Regions from separate parts of the Hordeum vulgare genome. Here region 1 is linked to region 2. Evidence: chromatin contacts called from public Hi-C data. All regions are on one chromosome and are shown on one strand. The core of a region is the stretch at or near the end of the contact, and the rest is flanking DNA. Distances in the headings are between cores, read along the strand shown.

Evidence for each region. A called contact is a pair of places that touch in the nucleus more often than the background predicts.
Region 1: a Hi-C map of leaf shows a contact between it and region 2, with 3 times the contacts expected there. The contact joins the promoter of LOC123427471 here to the enhancer-like site in region 2. A contact is called at or near these places in 2 of 6 Hi-C or Micro-C datasets (leaf and seedling).

Annotation. Positions count from the first base shown.
Region 1 is chr2H:586,662,262-586,669,264 of MorexV3_pseudomolecules_assembly, forward strand. It overlaps LOC123427471, which reads left to right and starts at 3,021. Exons shown (of 3, transcript XM_045111525.1): 1 at 3,021-3,362; 2 at 4,653-4,803; 3 at 5,931-6,448. The coding sequence starts at 3,171. The coding sequence ends at 6,232.
Region 2 is chr2H:586,210,109-586,217,427 of MorexV3_pseudomolecules_assembly, forward strand. No RefSeq gene overlaps it. Among protein-coding and RNA genes, the nearest start is that of LOC123430644, 32 kb to the left of the region's middle. Within about 2 kb of position 3,538, at least 1 of the 3 cell types and tissues checked has open chromatin away from gene starts, as enhancers often do. A contact at or near this core is called in leaf, where this site is marked.

The DNA.
Region 1 (7,003 bases), core at 1,771-4,270, 450 kb after region 2:
GGGCTTCCGCTTGAAGGTTGCCGAGGTGCATGACGTGTACATGGCGATAAGTGGCGAGAGCATGTGTGAACAAGTACACCCCTGCAGGGTTATGATCTACTCGAATAGCCGCGTCCGCAGATATGGACTACTTGGAGACATATGTTGTTCATAGATAACTTTAATGGCTACTCATAAAATTGTCAAGATAAGCGTGAGTGTCGTGGACGGCATTTCCGTATGGAGACGGAATGATTCCACGATGGAGTATTGTTGTGGTGTTAGTGGACTCGTGTGTGATAAATCAAGTTGTCAAAATTATTTAAAAATGCAAGTTGTCTAGCCATGAGTCATATGCTGGCTTTTCGCATGAAACCCCACAACTCCTTATTGATACATTGCATGAGTAGATAGTTATCCTAAAGTCTTGTTGAGTACCTCTGTACTCACCTTTGCTTAAGAATTTGTTGCAGAGGTTGTTAATGACCCTAATGGAGGGTTCTACCTAGACATCAACGACGACGAGTAGCTGGTATCCCAGCTACGATCTGGCCCTAGGGTGGGTCTGTAGATAGTCAGGCCATGTGCCTTTATCTTTCCATCTGTCTGTACTCAGACAACTTTACTCTTCCGCTGGTTTGTAAGAATTGTGTGTATGACTTGTGATGATGGGTCGTGAGACCCCTACTTTGTAATATTATGTGTGTGGCTCTTCCGAGCCTTCTAAATAAAGTTTGTATGTTTATGGTTATGTTGTGATGCCATCGATGTATCTATATATATCGGTATGCCATGCGTACGTGTGTTGTACTTGATATGTATGGGGTTCGATTACCTAGCCATAGGCTTTAGTAGCATTCCTTATAGGGAAATGCCCCTTTGTGATCCAACGAGCCATGGTAGTTCGCTACTGCTCCGGACACATTGGTTGACTGGCATGTATCCTTCTTAGCTGATGTGTTTGTCCCCGTTGGGGAAATGTCAAGCGATATAATGGAGTCCTTGTAGCTTGCTACGACTCGTCTACATTCGCTGGTGACCGACACCTGCTTTGCTGGGTCATGTATGCCTGTCCCTGTGCGGAACTGCCACTTTGGTTTATGACTAGACATGTCGATCCGGGTTCTTTGTCATTGGATTGCTAGCGACACAATTGCATACGCGAGTCAAAAGGCGCAAACGGTCCCGGCTAAGGTAAGGTTGCAGCCGTGGGGATAACCGTGCGTGAGACCGCAAAGAGATGCGATGTGTTACAGGCTGGATTCCTATGGCTTAGGATCGGGGTCCCGACAAGTCTCGGTTCGTACCAACCCAACAAACACTTTCGGAGATATCCGTAGTACACCTTTATAGCCATCCAGTTACGTTGTGACGTTTGATGCACCCAAAGCATTCCTACGGTATTCGGGAGTTGTACAATCTCATGGTCTAAGGAAACGATACTTGATATTACAAAACTTTAGTAGACGAACAACACGATCTAGTGCTATGCTTAGGATTGGGTCTGGTCCATCACATCATTCTCCTAATGATGTGATCCCGTTATCAATGACATCCAATGTCCATGATCAGGAAACCATGATCATCTATTGATCAACGAGCTAGCCAACTAGAGGCTCACTAGGGACACATTGTGATCTATATATTCACACATGTATTACTCTTTCCGGTTAATACAATTATAGCATGAATAATAGATAATTATCATGAACAAGGAAATATAATAATAACCACTTTATTATTGCCTTTAGGGAATATTTCCAACACGTGCGTACAAGAGAAACGCGCAAACCACATTGCATCACTCGGCCCCGACCACCCACCGATTGCCCGCCGTAACCGGGAAATCCGTAAAAATTTCCTCACCCTCACTTCTACCACAATCTTTTACGTCATGGAAGGCCCAAAGACTATCATGCAGGTGCGTCTCCGACCAGCTCATGACGAAAAGCCCATTTTCTGTCATAATTTTTTGGTCATAGAAGTGGGAGCCCACCACATTTATGACGATATGTGTTTTATCATAATTATCGTCATGGAAGTGTCACATCCATGAAAAAAAGTTTTTGCTTGAGCCATAATGTCAGGGATGTGTCTTTTTTTTGTAGTGGATGTTAGAGATTCTTAAGCTCATATTATTAATTTTATTAGACTCGGAAGCAATCATCGAATAAATTGTCTAGAGAGTCATAGTTGAAGGATGAATGAGATTATGTTAAAAATCTGTGTTGCACTCCTTCCGTCTCAAAGTTGAGTCATTTATTTTTGAGACAGAAGGAGTATCTTTTACATAGTGCTCCGTTTTCTCACTCGTGTCATGGTTCTAATTAATGCTATATGTGTTATTTGCATGTGTACAAGTGTAAATGTGATTTCATCATCTTTCTTGATGTTATATTTAAAACTTGGTTGCCAATGAAACGATTCATCAGAGATTCGGTTCGGATTTTGACTATGAATTTATTAACATACGTAGTGACAATACTACATCAATGTTATCCAGTTCGGACGTGGGTATGCTTTTATACTCATAGTAGGATCGTGGACTCGTGGCCGTGGGTGAAGGAGCATACCTTCCTATTTAATTATCAGGTCCGGTGAAACCTGACCCGACTGCGAGGTTAAAAAAAAGACCGCCACGTTCACTCAGACCTGGCCACAAGGGCCGTGCTTTCTGGGCCAATCCAGAAGCACGACGGTCCGACACGCTATGGATTAGGCACGGCACGGGCTAATCGGGTTATGCCAGGCATGCAACCCATTTCGGACCGTGCGTGGATCTGAAGGCTGGACACACGGGCCGACAAGGCACGACCTGTTTACAGTTTATTTATTTATTTATATATATATAAGATAGAAAATAATCCAACAGATTAAAATCGGCCTATAAAATCAGCCTAAAAGACTAAAAAGCCTAGCAGGCCATCGGACCTGACGTGTCGACGAACCGATTTGTATAGCTCCCGTGTTGTGTTTGGGTGTGGAGGCTGGGTACGTGGGCCGGCATGACCCGCCAAGGCACGATTACTGCGGGCCGTGCTCGACTTCTCGTGTAGCCGAGGAGATCGGACGGGGATCCCAGAGTCGCCCTCACTCTCTCTCCTCCCGAACCCAAGCGAAACCGACCGGCTCGCCGCGCTCCTCGCCCAACCCGGAATCCAGACCGGGTCTCCACGGTCGCGCTAGCTGCCATGGCGTGGTGGCGGCCGGCGGTGGTGCTGCTGGTACTGGCAGCGGCGCTGGTGGCGGCGGCCGCCGAAACCGGCGACTGCATCCACGAGTTGGTGCCCTACGAGGGCAACTTCGTGTCGGGGGATTTCGTCGTCGTCGACCATGACATCTTCTGGAGCTCCGACCGCCCCGACCCCGGCATCGACTTCACGGTACTCGCCCGATTCATCTCCCTCCTCCTCATCGCATTCTTCGCGCGGATTTGATTTGGATGCCATGATCTTCTGGTTGATTTGTACGTACTCGATTATGGGTTGTGTTCGTATGGATCTATATTATGGGGGCTGCCGGCTTGAATTTGGTCCCGCATCGAATCTCGGGGATCTGCGATTCGGCTTGTCGATTTGGCGATTAGTAATCTGCATGATTTTTGTTTACTTCTATTCTACTCCCTCAGTTCCTGGTGGACTATTGGTGCTTGCAAACTACGTACATCATTTGATAGTATTTGGATTTGAGATACACAGAACAGTAACAGTCCCCCCCAATTGAAGATAGGCTGCCTGTCATAGTGTCATGCCACTGCCTACAGATGCCCATGTCGGTATGTCACTCCCTAGAGAGCGCAGGAGCAAAATCAGCAGCTCACCTGCAGCAAGCAGCATCAATATACATCATGGTTGCATACGAGATACAAGCTAATGCAAAGCAGAAGCATCCGCAGCTCAGCACCAGCGCCCAGCTTTCTGGGCTGCGCTCCCATGTCGCCGCTGTATCGACGCAATCCCCAGCGCTGTATCAGCTTTCTTATCTTTCTTTTTAAGTCGAAAAAATTGAAATTTTGGGGATGCACATATAGGTGGAGTATCATGCATATCGACAATGTGCAAAGTGAACTGGTGTGGTACTTTAGATAAATACACGAGGCCATATTTTTAACGATTTCTATGAGGCAAATCAAGTATCTAAGTTTCTTCTTACCTCAATGGTAGCTTCAGCATGCTACAACAAATTGCTGTGAAGTTTTAGGTTTAGATATATTAGTTTATATGTCTCGGTTCACTTCATACCAATTTCTTTATATTAGGTTTTAGGTTTGTTGTTATCAGAACTTGTTTTGCAACTATATAATCAACTTTATGTTGCTCATCATGCTCAACAGCATTTGCTGGTTATTACGGGATACCCAACTTGGTCCTACTTTATCTGCTACGATTGTAAAAAGAATAATTTGTCTGGACTCAGTTCTCGCATCTGAACATTTATTTATTTCTTAATAGTTACTAATTCAATTTAGTTTAAAGACTTACATGTTCCCCTATTTTCATTTAGTTTGTTAATATCCACACTAGAAGCTAATCTGATGTTTTTTGACATGTTATGTTTGCTTATGAGCAATTGCATTTTATATGCTGTTGTTAATAATTGTTTAGTATGTTTCATTTAGCAATTGATCCATGGACCCCCTTGCTCATGTTTGATAATACTGTTTGTGAACATAGGTAACTTCACGAGGCGGTAACACTGTATATACGTTGAAGGGAATATCTGGCGAGAAATTTGAGTTTAATGCTCCAAGGGGTGGAACGTACAAGTTTTGTTTCCATAGTCCATATGGAGCACCTGAAACTGTTTCTTTCTACGTTCACGATGGTTAGCTTACTGGCCCTGTTCCTCAAGCTCAGTATTCTTCAAATTAGTTTGTTTGCAAGTGTTGAGCACTAACCGGTTTGATTGGATTCTTAATTGGATCAACGAGACATGAACCAGAAAATGTATCCGCTCTAGTAATACAGATATGCATGCAGGCATGACTAGCAAGCCATATATACCAAAATTTTGCTGTACCTTGCAAGAGATCAAATGGGCTGTGGCATGGGCAACTTGGTAGGCAAGTAGGAAAATACATAGTAGTTGTGTAAGCTATGGTGTTGATTGTGACTATTTACTGTTCTGAGCTTTATTATTAGCCGTGCACGTGCCTTCATTTTTATGGTCGTGCAGATGCATAACTTTAATTCAAAATCTTCAAACCTAAGCCTACATATTGGATTTATCTAAGTTGAGTAATTGAATTGAAATTCTGATGTAATATGCTTGCAGTCGATTTACTAATTTGTTTCTCTAAAGCAATATTAAACTACTATCAGCGAAAAATCAACTAGTGGGCTAGTATAGTCTCAATGCTATTGTTTATAAGAGGGTGAGTCTTGCCTTGTAAAAGAGAGAGTCTCGCCATATAAGGAGGAGTAAGATGTTGGATGAACTGTTTAGCTTCAGAGGATATAGTTTAATCCAATTAATTGGACTATGTCAATAGAATTGGAACTCTATTCACGTAGATTTTTCCACTGGACGCTAATTGGAATTGAAATCTCTCTGTGTTATTTAAACAACATCATAGTTACACATTTGAAAGTTTTGAACAAATTACTGCACCTATTAGTAATATGGTATCGTATCAAAACGGGGATGCAGAGGGGCCAATATGCATGAAACAGATCTACATTTGGGGGCCAAATAGGTGCCTTGCCAATATTTAGCATGCGAACAGAAACTGGCATGCCTAGGTGGCTATGTCATTTGGCAAATTACATTAGTAGTTGGCAAAATACCAATCATAACTTTTAAAATTATTGGCTGACAATATGTTGCCAAGCCCCAACTTTGGCTTGCTGAAATTTGGAAAGGCAAATGTTGGCATTAAACTGATCAGCCCCTGGATCTGTGGCCTTGTTAGTTGATCCTCATCATGAATCTTGTCTCACCTTTTATCTCAGGTCGCAATCTTGTTCGTGAGGAGGCCTTGAAGGGGGAAGCCTTCAAGAAGAGGTATGATGAGTGGATGGCCAGGTATCACCGCACATACAAGGAGGATGTCATGAAGAAGAGGTTCGAGGAGTGGATGACTGAGTACCATCGCACCTACAAGGATGATGAGGAGAAGGCGCAGCGCTATGAACTATTCAAGGACTGTGCCAAGATGGTTGATAAGCTTAACGTGTTTCCGGGTGGGGCGGCCACAAACAACTTCTGCGACTATTCTGAGGACGAGAGGCAACTCAGCACAGGGGCCGAGTAATCGTGATTGCCATCAGTGATGGCAAGGAAGTGACTCTTATCCCTAGGGTAAAATTGGATGTCATTCCTGTCTATTTGATTAATGTATGTATATTAGCTTTGATTATAATTAGCTATAATGACATAACCTTATATTTATGTGTGATATCTTAATCTGTATGAGCTCGGTCAGGGTGCAGTATGTGCCTTATGAATTCCAATCGTCTGAGACCTCGAACTCTTGTCATTGAGCATCTGCACAGAAATTTAGTAGTAACTAGTAAGTTCATAGTATCTTGGTGTAGAACCAGTCATGCACTATACCATACGAAATGTAATATCTCTGCTCGGTGGTCATTTGCTGCTCTGTCAACCGCAACATTGGCTGCTCCAAATAAACTAGACGAACTGCAACAAATTCATGTGAACTCTATGCCAGCTCTACATAGTAGTAACTGCAATTCAAGTGAACTCTTGTATAAACCTAACACACAAGGTTAGTCTTCAATTTATATTCTCATATATCAAAGAAAATTGCTTGCTGCTCTTAATATGTAATCTAATTGTGCTAATTATCACATATATATTGGAAAATGCCAACAGAGGCCGAGCTCGTTTTCAAATTTCATTTTCTTAGATCACGATTTTTTTTTGAATTTATTCGTGAAAACACATACACATGTATACTATGTATGTGCAAAATTTAACGGCATTATACTTCCCCATGTGGCTTATAGAAAAAAGGCAAATACACATTTTTAAACGGGCCTTTCATTTTTGTTGTCGGCCGGAA
Region 2 (7,319 bases), core at 2,288-4,787:
TAGTTGCTTCCCTAATTAGGGGAATCATTTGCAAAGGTCACTCCTACCTTTCTAGAGTGTGATAGGTGTCATGTGAGTTTTTACTTTTTCATATATTAATTTATTTAAAACATTTTATTGTTTTAAACCATACGTCCAAATCATTAACCATTTTCAGTGTTGAATTTCTCGCATCAAAAACTTCAAAACTACTCCCTCCGTACCATAAGATAAGAGCGTTTTTTATACTGGTGTAGTGTCAAAAATGTTCTTATATTCTGGAATAGATGGAGTAAATCTCATATTAATAGATTTCAGCAAACTTCTTTTTCACAAAAAAATAGAAAAAATATCGAGCAAGAAGCATGATTTCCCCTCGCTTTTCTCCCTTTCTGATAGTCACAGTTGTGCCCCCTCTTTTTATTAAAAATAAAAATAAAATACACATGTTTTGAAAAAATATTTAAGTTTTGGAAACTGTTTGTGCAGTGTTAAAAATGTTCACACTTCCAAACATCGTTAATCTTGTATTCTTTTTAAAAAATATAAATCAAGCATTTGAGAAAAAAATATTTAATATGTAAAAAAATATTGATCATGTATTCAAAAAGGGTTGACCATGGATTCAAAAAAATCAATGTTGTATTTGAAATATGTTATTCAACCATTTTAAAATGTTAAAATATATAGAAAGAATGTTGACCGTGTATTAATAATTTTTGACAATGTATTAAAAATGTCGCTTCTATTTTCAAAATATTAATCAGGCATTTATTTTTTATAAATCTATATATAAAAATGTTGACCGTGTCTTCCAAAAGTATGAAACTTGTATATGAAATTTTTTAATTCAGCATTTGAATTGCTAAATATGTATTGAAAACATTACTGATCACGTATCAGAGAAAGTTAAGCTTTTATTTAGTAGAATGTTATTCAAACATTTTAAAATGTAAAAAAGCTCTATGGAATAAAAGTTAACCATGCATTCAAAGAATGTTAATCTTGTATTCAAAATTTGTGAACGTGTATCAGAAAAATGAATTAGATATATATATATACCAAAAATATAAATTTTGTATGGACAAACTAGAAATTAGAAATATAAGTTTTTAAAAAAGTGTATATAAAATTGTTTCTGATATATGCGAAAGATGTTGAATGTTTACTGAAAATAAGTTAACCTGTGTTGAACCCCATGAAAATTAAGAAACAAAAAATGAAATGCGAAATAAAACAAAAAACAATGTAACGAAGAATGACAAAAAAATAGTGAAAAATAAAAGAGAACTAACTACATAACAAAGAAAAAATTAAAATAGAGGAAAACGGGTGAAGAAGAAAACCAAAGAAGGAACAATGTAAACCAAAGAAAATAAAACCTATGAAAACCGATAAAGAAACCAAAAAAACAATGAAAGCAATGAAACTGCAGAAAAAATAAAGAAAGACAGAAAACCGGAAAAACAAATGATGATATAAAGAAAACTGAAAGAAACACAAGAAAAAAAATAGGATAGAAAACTAAGCGAACCGAACGAATCGAACGTAGCGAGAGCAGCGTGCGAGCGAATTGACGGGCCGGCCTTGTACTATAGCTGATAGAGAAAAAACCTTGAGCTACCTGTAAGCAAGGTATAGGCATGTGTCTCGCAAACTCGCCCGGTCGCTTGCTGTTTTTTGTCTTTGTGTTCGCTCTTTATTTATTTTTCTCCTATTTTGTTGTATTATTTTTCACACAAAAAAAGGTAGCCGTTTTTTTAGTTAAAACATGTTCACTGATTTCATAGAAAAGTTCACAAATTCGAGAAACGTTTACGAAAATGAAAATGTCTATAGATTTGAAAAAAAACACAATTTCAAAACTGTTATCAAATTTATAAAAATAATGGATTTGCAAGTCACAAATTTGAAAGAAGGATAGGGAATGGGATAAAAAAGACTCCGAATTTGCAAAAGTTCATGAATATGGGAAAATGTTCACATATTTTTAAAAAGTTTACGGATCTAAGAAAACCATGCAATTAGGAAAACGTTATGAATTTAAAAGAAGCTCATGTATACGAGGAAAAAAGTTTGCCAAAAGGAAAAAGATCAATAATTTTTAAAATCACAAACTTACAAATTATCATAAGTTCGAGTTAAAAGGTACACGAATTTGAAGTAAGGTTAAAAATTTAAGACAAAAAAATGAAAAATAAATGTCATACTTGATGGGAAAAGGTCATGAATTTGAAATAATTTCACAAAACATAGACAAAATCGTTGATGCAATTGAAAAAAATCGCATATTTACAAGAAATAGTTCATGAAGTTGAAAAAAGTTCACGAATTTGAGACAGAAAGTTCACAAATTTGATTTTACCCTAATTTATGAATTTAATAAAAAAATCACGGATTTGAGAAAGTTCACAAAATTGAAAAATACGGAAATGATAAATTTAAATGTAAACAGAAAAAAAACAGCCTAAAACCGGACAGGGAAAAATGCCCAGCCAAAATCATTTTACAGTGATTTTTTCTCTGTTTTCGCAAGACAATGGACGGATTTTTTCACAGTTTTAGCTCATAAGACGTAAATAATTCACAGAATGAACTCGATTTGAAAGTATTTTCGGATCTGACTTTTTTAGAAACGCCAGAGCCCGTGGCTTTGCTGCTTCACGTAGAAACGCCAGTCTATCGTGACGTTTCTGGTCCACATTCAGACGCCAGTCTAGCGTCGCCTTGTAGTCAAACTTAGCAACGCCAGGGGTGCTGGCGTTGCTATCCACGTAGCAAACGCCATTAACAATGACGTTGCAGCATTGGTACGTATGTTCAGCGCGCGCGACGGGTCTCGCGTTGATGATAGGATATGCATGGGATGGGATCGGCGCCGGCTGGCTGCTGCTACCACTAAAGAATAAGCATGCTGCAGGATGTGCAACTGGGCCTATGTCTATGTGTTCGTTTCTTGTCATTTTTGGCCAGTGTCACGCTGTAACTGACCACTTATGTTCACTGTACCGCTGACTAGTCTGCTACCACTTCAATTGTATGCATGGACAGTGCACTTCATTTCTATGCTGCAAAGAGAGACCCGTCGCGCGCGCTGAACATACGTACCAATGCTGCAACCTGTCAGCGGTACAATAGACATAGGCCTAGTTGCACATCCTGCAACATGCTTATTCTTTAGTGGTAGCAGCAGCCAGCCGGCGCCGATCCCATCCCATGCATATCCTATCATCAACGCGAGACCCGTCGCGCGCGCTGAACATACGTACCAATGCTGCAACGTCATTGTCAATGGCGTTTGCTACGTGGATAGCAACGCCAGCACCCCTGGCGTTGCTAAGTTTGACTACAAGGCGACGCTAGACTGGCGTCTGAATGTGGACCAGAAACGTCACGATAGACTGGCGTTTCTACGTGAAGCAGCAAAGCCACGGGCTCTGGCGTTTCTAAAAGAGTCAGATCCGAAAATACTTTCAAATCGAGTTCATTCTGTGAATTATTTACGTCTTATGAGCTAAAACTGTGAAAAATCTCACAATGGACCGGACCTGTCGAGGGCTGTCCTTGTGTAGGCGCGCCAATCGAACGCAGCGCGCAACGTATAGGAGCTCTTTGGATAGGAGATGCCAAAAAAAGGCGCTAGATACCTTTTATTTTCTGGATATCAGTTTGTTTTGTCATATAAGCACCTAGATAGGTGTCCAGCATGTTGGGCTGGTTCACCAGGCATTTCTCCCCCTGTTTTCCTTTTCCTATTTTACGTCTTTTCTTTTCTTATTGAGACTGCTTACCACGTCTGCCGTTGGTCATATATTATTTTTTTCGTAAAAATATCAGATATATTGTAAAGTACAAAGAATATCAAATATAATAGAAATTACATCAAGATTATAAGATAACGAGCCGTCGACGTACCGCTTTTCTATCGGAGCTGGCTTGATCTTGTCGATGATAGCCAAAATTCCTTTTGCACGTGCCATTAAGGACCAACACCCTAGGGTCATAGTCGTCGTCGCTCAACCCTCGCATAGATCAGAAAACGACTGACAGTAAATTTCGTCAGATAACAAGAAATCCTAACTTTACAACCCCAAGGAGATGGTGGAAACCTACGCCGGAGATTCGTTAACTACGTTCACACAAACGAACTCGAGGAGGAAGTACTATCATCTGTCCGAGCACCATACGTGTGAGGATTATGAAACTCTAACCTGAAATACTAACATGAGCGAAGACAACGAGATTCTTCTACTTCTCCACTGTTGGTCTTTCTTCTCTTTCCCATTTTATTTTTATAATGTTTCTTATGTTTTCATGATTTTTTTGTACTTTATTTTTTTCACCTCGAACATGAGTGAAAAAATTTGAATGAAAAAAAAACTTGCAAAATGGCAAGGTGGAGGGACCCCGAGAGATGTTGCTAGTGTGATAGCCCGACTGTGGGTCTCCCCTTCAAGGCCCTTCACCGTGGGTGTTGGGCGTGTGTCGCTCTGCCACGACCGGCTCACTTTCCCGTCGAAGTTGATGTTGCATACCTCTGTGACGTCGCATCCTCCTTGTGTGGTCGGTGTTTGCTCCCTGAAGGATAGGGGTGGAGTTATATGGCTCTTTCTCCTCTCATGTTGGACACAATTCATCGTCGATGCCTACCTTCCTTTTTATATTGTTTACCTCTTAGGGTGAGTCCATCGCCCTGCTCGTGGCTCCGGTGTTGTAGATCATGTCCGAGCTTAGTGAGCTACGTCTCAGTCTGTCAATGAATTATATGAAGGTGGACACATCGGTGACCTCGGCTGAGGAACAAGATTCATATTTGTCAAATGAGCAGCTCGAGGTTTCTATGATTGATGATGCGAAAGCGAAGGCATCTGTGATTTCGTGATGAATAATGGTCGGTTTCTCGAGTTCTCGTCGGTGATTTCGTGATGAATAATGTTGGGTTTCTCGTGTTGTACGTGGCTTTGGTATTTTAAGTCGTTGTTGTCAGTTTTCTCGAAGGGGTTCCGTTGCATTGTAAAAGTGTTGAGGATTCTGGCTGTTACGTGAGTTATCGTTTTGCTTCGTGTTGAGTGAGTTTGTTTGTATTAATTTTCAATCGGTTTAGTCCGTAAATTAACTGTGCAGTTGTTTTTTAATTAACCAATGAGATAATTGTTCTGACTCGTTTCGAAGAAAAAAATAGTCCGACATAAGCAAAGACGGCCGGAGTAGTTGGCTGATGGCCTGAAGGTGCGCCACAATTACGTCAGGCAAACTGTAGGTGGGAAAGGACAGTTGAGAGTCTCCCTCACGTCGTCATGGCGGCAGGTGCTGTACGTATATGCTCGGTCGGCTTTGCATTGCATCACGCAAGGAAGACATTGTTGGCCATGAATAAGCAGGCCTCATGAATGAGGCTTACATGTCCGAACCAGATCCGAAATCACAGGCCTGGTGGACATGGACTCTAACTTGTGCAAACCGGCAGCAGCATCCATGTGCCATGTGGATATTGACGTTAAAAGGTTTAAAGATGCCGAACGCATTTTCGATGCGGTGTTATATTGATTTGCGGAACGGTCCGGACGTAATTTCTTCGACAAAGCGAAGACAAATGTGGCGAAGGTTATGAAAGTCCCGACCACTACTTTGGCCGATTCTGATCGCACTCGCCCACCCCTCTTCCATGTGCGATTTCCGCCGACACCGGCTGCCCACATTCATGTCGTTGTAGAGCGGACTCTTTCCATTGAAGAGCGGACGCGACCTCTCACTGGTGGTTCGGCGATAGAATTGAAGCGGCTCGTCGGCCTAGGGCGGCGTCCGCGACGCGTCTCTCGGGTCCACATTTGTTCAATGTTGTAGACGCGTGGCTGGACGGGACGGGACGTCTATCTACCATGTCCGTCCAATGCCCGGTCCGTCCATATGCCGCCATTAAACAGGTGAAAGGACATGAATGTCGCCTAGATAGGGGGTGAATAGACGCTTTAAAATAATAATAGCTTCAATAAATGGGGAATGGAACTAATATTTAATTGGTCAAGCACAAAACCTAAAACAACAAGGCTCATCTATGTGCACCAACATTTTATGCTAAGCATGATAAACAACTAAGTGATGGCAAGATATATAACAAGAAATAATAAGTCTATCACAAAATAAAGTGCATAAATAAAGGGTTCGGGTAAGAGATAGTCGAGGCACGCGAAGACGATGATGTATCCCGAAGTTCACACACTTGGATATGCTAATATCTATTTGGAGCGGTGTGGAGACACAATGCTTCCAAAGAAGCCACTAGGCCCACCGTAATCTTCTCACGCCCTCGCACAATGCAAGATATCGTTATTCCACTAAGGGCCCTTGAGGGCGGTCACCGAATCCTTACAAATGGCAACGCTTGGGGCGGTTACCTAACCCGTACACTTTGGTAACCCTTGGGACGGTCACCGAAACCCGTACAAATTGCTCGGGACAATCTCCACAACTGAATTAGAGACCTCGACGCTTGTGCGGAGCTTCCGGAGCTTTACACCATAATGATTGAGCTTCGAGGCACCACCAACAATCTAGGGCGCCAATGCACCCAAGAGGTACAAGATCTAGGGTGCCCAAACACCCCAAGAGTAATAAGCTTCTCAAACTTCACTTTCAAGTATCACCGTGGAGAACTCAAATCTATGCATCAAATGTAAGGGTAAGGGCACACGGAGTGCCCAAGTCCTTCTCTACCAAAGCCCACAACAACAACTAATGATATCTAGGCAAATGAGAGAAAGAACGAAGAAGAAAACACAAATAAGTCCAAGATCTAGATTCAAGGGGTTCCGCTCACATAGAGGAGAAAGTGATTGGTGAAAACATAGATCTAGATCTCCCCTCTTTCTCTTTTCCCTCAAGAACTAGCAAGAATCATTAGTAAGAAGGTCCACAATGGCGGAATAACTCGAGTTCAAAGGATAAGATCCATTAGGGAAGAAGTCCCTCTTAAATAGTCCCTCCCAACTCTAACTGTTATACCCACAACCACAACACAGGCGATACTACCGCTCCGGAGAGCGGTACTACCGCTCAGACGGTAGTACCCATAGAGCAATGCAATGGCGAGGAGGCGCGAGGTGGAAGTGTGATACGTCTATTTTGCATTGTGATTTATTATTGATCTTTATATTTTTCTTCGCCATTATTCCACTTTATCATACAATACTAATGCCTTTTCTCTCATAGTTTGCAAGAACTACACAAAGAGGAAAATTGTGAGAAACTAGAATTCTGGACCTCAAAGCATGGAGAAAGTTGGAAATTTTCTGGATCCAAATGAACTAAAACTTCGTGAGGATTTTTTTATGAAATATTAT